Regions from separate parts of the Zea mays genome. Here region 1 is linked to region 2. Evidence: chromatin contacts called from public Hi-C data. All regions are on one chromosome and are shown on one strand. The core of a region is the stretch at or near the end of the contact, and the rest is flanking DNA. Distances in the headings are between cores, read along the strand shown. Region 1 holds the start of LOC100281908 (Bowman-Birk type trypsin inhibitor). Region 2 holds the start of LOC100273482.

The links. A called contact is a pair of places that touch in the nucleus more often than the background predicts.
Region 1: a contact with region 2 is called in a Hi-C map of ear, with 2.6 times the contacts expected there. The contact joins the promoter of LOC100281908 here to the promoter of LOC100273482 in region 2. A contact is called at or near these places in 3 of 25 Hi-C or Micro-C datasets (ear, leaf and tassel).

The regions. Positions count from the first base shown.
Region 1 is chr3:184,694,193-184,698,127 of Zm-B73-REFERENCE-NAM-5.0, reverse strand. It overlaps LOC100281908 (Bowman-Birk type trypsin inhibitor), which reads right to left and starts at 2,159. Exons shown (of 2, transcript NM_001154827.2): 1 at 1,996-2,159; 2 at 1,497-1,898. The coding sequence starts at 2,065. The coding sequence ends at 1,642. It also overlaps a transcript of LOC100381673 not described here.
Region 2 is chr3:184,486,660-184,491,007 of Zm-B73-REFERENCE-NAM-5.0, reverse strand. It overlaps LOC100273482, which reads left to right and starts at 1,537. Exons shown (of 6, transcript NM_001320079.1): 1 at 1,537-1,786; 2 at 2,166-2,244; 3 at 2,645-2,814; 4 at 2,938-2,992; 5 at 3,091-3,139. The coding sequence starts at 1,640. The coding sequence ends at 3,107.

The sequences.
Region 1 (3,935 bases), core at 910-3,409, 210 kb before region 2:
ATAGAGTTATAGTTTCCATATTTTGCAATTTATAGACTAAAGTGGAATAAAATGGAGGGACTAAAAATTAGTCCCTAGTAACCAAACACTACCTATATCACGTGAGAAACCCTAAACACTAAACGAGTACTCTAACATTCACTAGTCATTTTTGGCACTCAATGTTTCAGCTTACGGGCACCACTCTAAACATATCTTCTTCCTATCATCCCAGTCGGATGGGCAGACCGAACGTCTGAACCAGTGCCTCGAGACATTTCTAAAATGCTTTGTGCACACATGTCCAACCAAATGGTCGCAATGGTTGTCAGTCGCCGAGTACTGGTACAACACCAGCTACAAGTCAGCTTTGGGCCATACTCATTTTGCCGTGCTATATGGGTATGAACCAAAATACTTTGGCATAACTGATGATGCTGTTATTCGGGTTCCTGTTCTAGCGGTCTGGTTGCATGAACGTGTGAGCTCATGACAAAGGTGATCAAGCTACATTTGACAAGAGCTCATGACAGAATGAAGCGGCAAGGTAACAAGCGGCGTTCATAACGTTCCTTTGCTGTTGGAGAGTCAGTATACCTCAAACTTCAGCCGTATATTCAGTCATCGGTTGCTCCTCGTTCCAGCCATAAGCTCTCCTTCAAATTCTTTGGGCCATACAAGATACTTGAGCGCGTGGGTGCAGTGGCTTATCGCCTGCAATTGCCCACTTCCAGTTCGATCCACCTAGTGTTTCGTGTTTCCCAACTGAAATCGCCTTGGGTCGCGACCAAACTTTGGTTCCTAACCTGCCACATAGTGTTCATGCCATACAGGTACCTCTCCAGTTCTTGCAGCGATGGATAATCATGCGTGGCGGTGAACTCATCAACCAAGTGAAGGTCTTGTGGTCCGATATGGATGAAGAACTGGCAACTTAGGAAGATACTGAAGCTCTGCGCGCTAAATTCCCTGGCGCACCAGTTTGGGGGCAAGCTGGCTTTTAAGGTCAGGGCAATGTCAGCAGCTCCAAGGAGAAGGCATCAATGGAGGCTCAATCGGATGCGTTGAAGAAGTCGACAACTGAAGAACCGAACGCGAAGATGGCACAAGCGCGGGAACGACGTCCAAGTATCAAATATAGTGGGCTGCAATGGGCCGTGTAAGTACAAGTGGGCTATGTGTGTTTGGGCCGTGTGAACGACACACCGTGCGGGCGTGGTGTCGGATGTCCTACAGTACTTGGGCACGACGAGAACGCTGGAACGGCATCGAAGAAAATAACAGAAACCATACGCCACTCAGTTTCCCCCTCTTTCAAGTCTTCTTCTACCTTGCCTTTCTTCTGGAAGCTTCCCAGACGCTAAAGTAGCCATGCGTTATTAGCTATCACCGCGAAATAATCATGCCTCGGTCTATGGCATCTAAAGATGCACATAACCAAAGCGTATATTGCATTCTTTTACGTCTCATGACTACATATATCTCCGAGCATAACATACCCATGCTCTTTATTTCAGAAACTGTACGAGTAAAAAGGCGACGAGCAAGCAAGCATCGCCTTGATTATTTAAACCCTGTCGTCTGCATCTTGAGAAAGATGCAAATGGAGCTCCGAACGGAAATTATTTATTGGCAAGGTTATTTGCCCACTTAGATTATAAGTCACGCATCATCATCATCAGTACGACGGGTGCAGCGGCGCTTGCAGAAGTTGACGATCTTGTCCTTGCACACGAAGAGGCCGTCGGAGATGGACAGGGCGCACGCCTTGCAAGCCGGGTGGCAGCCGGTCGTCGACGTGTCCCTGCACTCGCATATCGGCGGCTGCGACCTGGTGCAAATGCCGCACTGGTCGCAGCACGGCCACCGCCTCCTGCTGGCTTCGAGTTCAAGCCCTTCCTCCTCCTCCTCCTCGTGCGCTGCGGTAACCAAAGACCAGGCCGCCGAACCGACCGACCCCCGTCGTTTCAAGTGGTTCTGGCGATGGAGAAATTAAACGAAAGGTCCAAGCCTCACCTTTGCCCAGTGGCAGAGCTACGAGGACGGCGAAGACGGCCAGTGCGACGAGCAGCACCTGGGGCCTCATGCTTCTTTCTCACGTTCTCCTCGAAGGAACCGGTTGCAACAGCTGCTTGGATTTCCCGGGTGTTTTTTTGTTTGTTTCTGCGGTGCTTGCACGCGGCTTTTCGAACGGAAATGAAGGCCTTTATATAGAAGGGGCCGAATTTTTTGCAATTTAGTTATTTCTCTGAAACAATTTTACATTTGAACCCCATAATAATTTAATGTCATTTTTGGACTCTTTACTCGGCATGCCTGATGAGCTGCCGCCGAGGTGCACGCTGGCAGCTGACGTGGCCTAGCTCGGCGCCACGATCTGTGACGCCGAGCTAAAAGATACCTCGGCACTATAGGCCATGGCGCCGAGACGTGTTACCTCAGTGCTATGAGTCATGGCGTCGAGTAAAGATCCAAAAATAACATTAAATCATTTAGGGATCTAAACGTGAAATTATTTCGAAAAAATGTCAAATTGCAAAAAAATCGGAAGAAGGGGCCTCGGTCACCACCTTATGCGCAATGCGCAGCCGTGAGTGCGAGAACTAGTTTGAAAACTCAAATACGCTTACGAGACGTTTAGATCCATTTATTTTAGGGGAATTAAAATTTACTTAATAAAGTAACTAGTTTGAAAACTCAAATACGCTTACGAGACATTTAGATCCATTTATTTTAGAGGAATTAAAATTTACTTAATAAAGTATCTTATTTACTTTGAAATTTGACATTTCACTACTTTTCAAAGTTTAGATATAGACTTATCTCAAATTTATGGAGTGTAGGATGAGAATTAATTTTATATATCATTAGAATTTATTTTTACTCTATAAACTATAGGACGTTTTTCGGCTCACTCCTTTATAGTAAAAATATAACATATAAATATTTCCGATATCTTGTTAATAATAATATACAAATATATTTTATATATAACCGAATTAGTTTAATTGATATGTATCTAAATTACTATTATTAAAATGGAATTTAATTCCAGGGATTCAAACGGGGCATTAGATCCTTACCTTTTATCAGGTAAAAATCCCTAAGAAGTAATCCCTTCGTTTGTTTTTATATGTCGCCCGTTAGTATAAAGTTAAACCGTGCAGCGTCAAATAAATAAAAACAGAGGCAAGTATTATTTAAATAAGATATTTAATTATTTATAGAAGATTTTCTCTTTCTAAGTTTATCTTCTCTTCTTTTAAACTAGCTAAGCGTGACACTGTAACCTCGGCTGCCTTTAGGACAAGAGAGCCTACGTGACCATTGACACAAAACGTACGACACGTGCGAAAAACTTCAGAGATTGGACAGAAGCTGAATGTAACTGAACGTCCACCAACCATTCCTCATCCAAGAACCTTCTTTTTATCACCACCCCAGCTTTAAGGATTACGGGCAGAGCACAATTCACGCTCACATTGCACGTGGAAATTTGACACTGCAAAAGTAGACAGAAACGCCCCCAATACATCAGAAATGGATATGCACCATGTATACACCAGGAACGGATGTGGATGAGCTTAAGGCCATGGGAAAATTAAATCTCTAGGAGCAAAGTTAATGAGCTTAGCTATTTGCCATGTTCACATAATCTTGCGATATCGTAAGAGACAAGTAATACAACGGTTTGGCTTAAAAAAAAGTACTCGAGTGTTTGGCCTTGTTTGGTTGGCTTTTCAGAGCTGATTTCTTTTTCAGAAGCAAAAAGTCTAAGAGAAGAGACCGGTTCTATTTTTTAGAACATTTTTGAAAGCACCTTAGATTTTTTACTCCGCTTTTTAAAATGGGGGAAATAGGTGGAATAAAGATCTACCTCTGTCCTAAAATATTAGTTGTTTTACTCTTGAATTTTATGTCTGTTCAAATAGATGATAATAAATCTAAACACATAT
Region 2 (4,348 bases), core at 288-2,787:
CCGCTTGACCCTCGCCACTATGTCCTTGTTATCAATATCAAATCTTGCCTTCCTTCTGCCCACCTATGCTTACCAGTTACCTGCCTTGCATGCAATGGATATGCTACCACCCCCATTTTCAACTCTTATTATTGATGAACCTCTTTACACTCAAGGTTGACATGTTGCTTCCTTTTTTCCTTTATTGCTTATGCCTCTAGTCTCTTCCACCTTAAGATGTGCCCTAGTTTTTTAACATATGTTTAACTCTATTGTATCAATTCACTAGCAAAATTTGTTTTCCCCTTTTTTCTCACTTTGGCTTACAATGCCCATAAGGATGTAGTTTGCCTCTATTGTGCCATTGCTATTCCTCTCTTTGTATCCATTTTATGCCCATATTGTATTGTGAACCTGACAATATCCAATGGGTGTGTGCTTCAATAAGAACAACATCCCACCAGTGGACACACATCAATATCATGCATCCTAGCATGACACCTTGCCACCCTGCCATCCAACCATCGTACATAGTCAAGCTCTTTGATCGTGGTTGACGTGACACATCTATCCTTTGTCCTTGTTTTCCTCTACCACCAAATGGTTGTCGTGGCACTAACCTTCCCCTTCATGTCTATATCTACCATCGACCAACCATTTTTGTTTCTATGCTTGGTCAACGTGCCACCACATTATCTCTATAGTTTACTTTTGTTGCTACACCACCTGCCTAATCGGCGTGCCACCATGTATGGTTGTTTGTCCACATTTGTCGTACCTGCTCATCACTGAAGTGTAACTGTCCACTTCGACCCTTGTGACTATGCATCGTCTTACTAACAAGATATAATATTGATAATACTTTACTGCATTCATGCATATCTTGATTGATGCCATATCTCTGCGACACTGCCTCTTTATGTCCCTGCCTTTACGCCACCTTGCATCACACACTATTCTTACTTCAAGAACAAGACATACAATGTTAAAAAGAATCATCCCTCTATTTCAAATTATAAGATGTTTTGTTGTTTCTAGATTCAGTCTTTGTCGTGTTTTTAGATATATACTATGTATAAATACGTAATAAATACAATGTGTCCATGAAAGACAAAATCTCTTATAATTTAAATCAGAGTACTTTATTACATACGTGCATCAACTAATTGCCACCATATGATTGCCCCTAAAGTAATTTTGCCTTTATTTGTTTAAGCCTCTCCATGCAATCTTGCATATATTCGAACACTTAAAAGTTAATTCTTGCTTCCCTGCCACGTACTATGAAACTTGAGGCAGCATCACTAGGTTTACTGCCCCAACTACTCCAATAGTTGTTGGAAGATAGGATATATACCTTCATACATGCAGGAGACACACATATGGCTGGCTGCCTATGCATTAAATAAAGGTTTTCCTATGGGCACACAGTAATGGGCAAGCACATCTACGTTTTTCCATACAAGTCCTTCTAGATCAACGAAACCGCATACCGAAGTCCCCAGCCCGGGCCTTTAAATGCGGGGTCACGCATGGAGGCCGGAGCACAGAGCGCCACGAGGCGAGCAGTCGAGTGTTCCCTAGAGTCCCCGTTCCTCCGCCGCCGCCTGCAACCGCTTCACGTGCCCTGATCCATCGCAGGTCCCCTTTCTGACCCCAAATGGAGCCGAAGAAGTCCTCTGCTCAGCACCAGCCCCACGCCATGGAACCCAAGAAGTCCTCTCCACGCGGCGCCGGGGCCGTCGCCGCCACCGCCACTGAAGCCGAGTCCCCGTTGAGCAGCTTGTTCTACCCGCCGGCGCCCGCGGTACGTTTCTTGACGCCCCTCTCATGTTCGATGCTATGTCTCGTTGTGAGGCTCGAGCTCGACGTGGAATTTTTTTCTTTGACTTTATTGTTTACGATGATGCAGATGGGTTTCTTCGCGTACAGGCGCGTTCCTAGTTGTATACCATAGTTTTCCCTTTTCCATTTTTGTTAAGTTTGGTGTGTTTCGAATGTGGATACGCTCCTTTTTCATAAGTATGTGCTATTATCGTAGAGTAGCGTTTCTAAACACGATTATAGAGGATTATTTTAGAGTGATGGTGATATGAAATCCCTAAAAAGGTTTATTTCAAAACATTTCTTTGTTGTTGGTATATATTAGTGAAAATCTTTCTTCTTTTTTCCCTTTCGTTTTCAAGGCAAATGGGAAAGATCAGGAGTTGTACAGCATTATTTACAAAGGGCAGAGCGGGAGCGCACAAGCTGGCGCGACAGGTAGTTGTGGAATTACCCTGTTCCGTCTTATTACTGTGTTATCCTATATGCTATTAGGAGGAACTGTTGTGCTAATAAAACCGAAGAGCCTTTGTATCAAGAGAATAATTACATTCCCAGAGTTTTTGTTTTAAATTACACTCCCAGATGAATCTTGGGAATCATGTAGGATATAGTTGCCATTTGTTTAGATGATAGATACAGCGTGGGTATTGTTTTGTCGACTCATAAATACTTTTGACCTCCAACTCTTAGTCTCCATGACTTTGGATTGTTTATTATCTGGGGTGATCATTTTACTTGGTTAGTTTAGAAGCATTGAGGGTATGATACAGCTGAAAATTAACTGAACACTGATTTAATATTTTGATCTCAACTGAACAAAGATTAATTTGATGTCCAGATGGTAAACCGCAATGGGCTCCTTCCAAAAGTCATACCGCGTACGCAAAGGACGGTAAACATTCACCACCTTATGATACGTCATGTTTTGGGTCATCTGTGCATTATGGTGGTCGAGATTATTTCTACGGCAGCTCTACAACCAAGAAAGCGACAGAATCCTCCACTGACGTAAGAATTACTGAACCTAGAAATAGAACTCTTGTAATTTGTAGTTCAAAGTTTTTTAGATCATCATGAATTTACTCTACACTCCTGCAAGGTTTTGAATTTAACGTGTGTGTGTGTTTTCAGTACAAAGGGGACAAGAAAGATCCAGTCGCAGATTCTCATGGCGACTGGTGGCAAGGTATATCATTATTTTAATATTGAAACAGATACCGTAACTATCTGTTCAAGCTTCTGATCGTTAACTCTGCATTTTTTTTTATTTTGTGGGGCTCACAGGCTCATTTTATTACTAAGAGAACCTGGTGGCCTCTCCTTGGAGAACAAGGTAAACAGGAGGATCCTATTACTGTTAAAAGCTACCAAGTTTGTTGCTGTACTGTGCCTGTGCATATGCTGTCCATCTCACATTTTTGTACTAGAGAATCCTTTTCAAATTCCATATTAATACTCGCAGCTGATAGTTCGTAGATACCTATGTTGGCTCACTTGGCCTATGATACGTAACCTTAGTTCTTCATATAGAAGGGAGCATATGCTCTCTCCTTTTCCAAAAGCCAGAATATATAGTTCTAGCATGACGTGAATTTCTTAAAGGTTTTCTCTGAGGAAACCGATTTTATATTAACATCTCAAGTGATAAAGTGTCTAAATAACTTTTCTTTGAGGGCTTGTTTGGGAGACAGGGGATTGGAGGGGATTGAGGAGGCTAGAATTCCTTACTGTTTAATTTTGCATAGCAAGGGATTCTAGCCCCTCAATCCCCTCTAATCCCCTTACTCCCAAACAAGCCCTAAAGAGGATACCCAACCAATTCCACTCCTATGATGAAATTCTGTTAGTGCGTAGTTCAGCGCTTAGTCTATCTTCCATCTCTCCCTTTCATGTTTGCAGTATTAGCCTATAAAAGGAAAGCTTATTTATTTGTTTCATTGTTTGTTTGTATCGAGCTGTCATCATTTTTGGTAGACAATTAATTGTTATGCAGAACTAGCTGCTAGATTGATGTACAACGATGTGTCTGTGGAGAAAGGCCAGTGGGTGGGGTGGGATTAACGATCTTGGAGTGAAAACTTTTTTTTTTTGAAAAAATGGCAGGAGCTCTGCCTTTCAGTTAAGATAGGGAAGATGTTATGTACATGCTTAGAATTAAAAAGAAGCACGCTCCCAACAGGTAACCGGGCAGCACTAAAGTGCAAAAGAAATCAAGGAAAAACTCTACGGTTCTACTCATCCCAAGTTAAGGCTCTTTGCCGTTGTTCGATGTCTTCTTTCACTCTAGAGGCAACTTGCACTGTCGTTTTGAAAACGCCGTTGAAGATTCTTCTGTTCCGTTCTTTCCAGATGTTCCAAATAGTGTAAATCACTACCCCATTGAATCTACCTTTACATCGTTTTCATATAGTGTGGGCAAATAATTAATTACCGCTATTTCAGTATTATTTTGGCTGATTATTAGTTACACCTTTTCAGTATGCTTATATGGGCTAGCGTTGTTGTCACATAAACCCAGTTAGAGTGAGAAGCCAATCAAGGA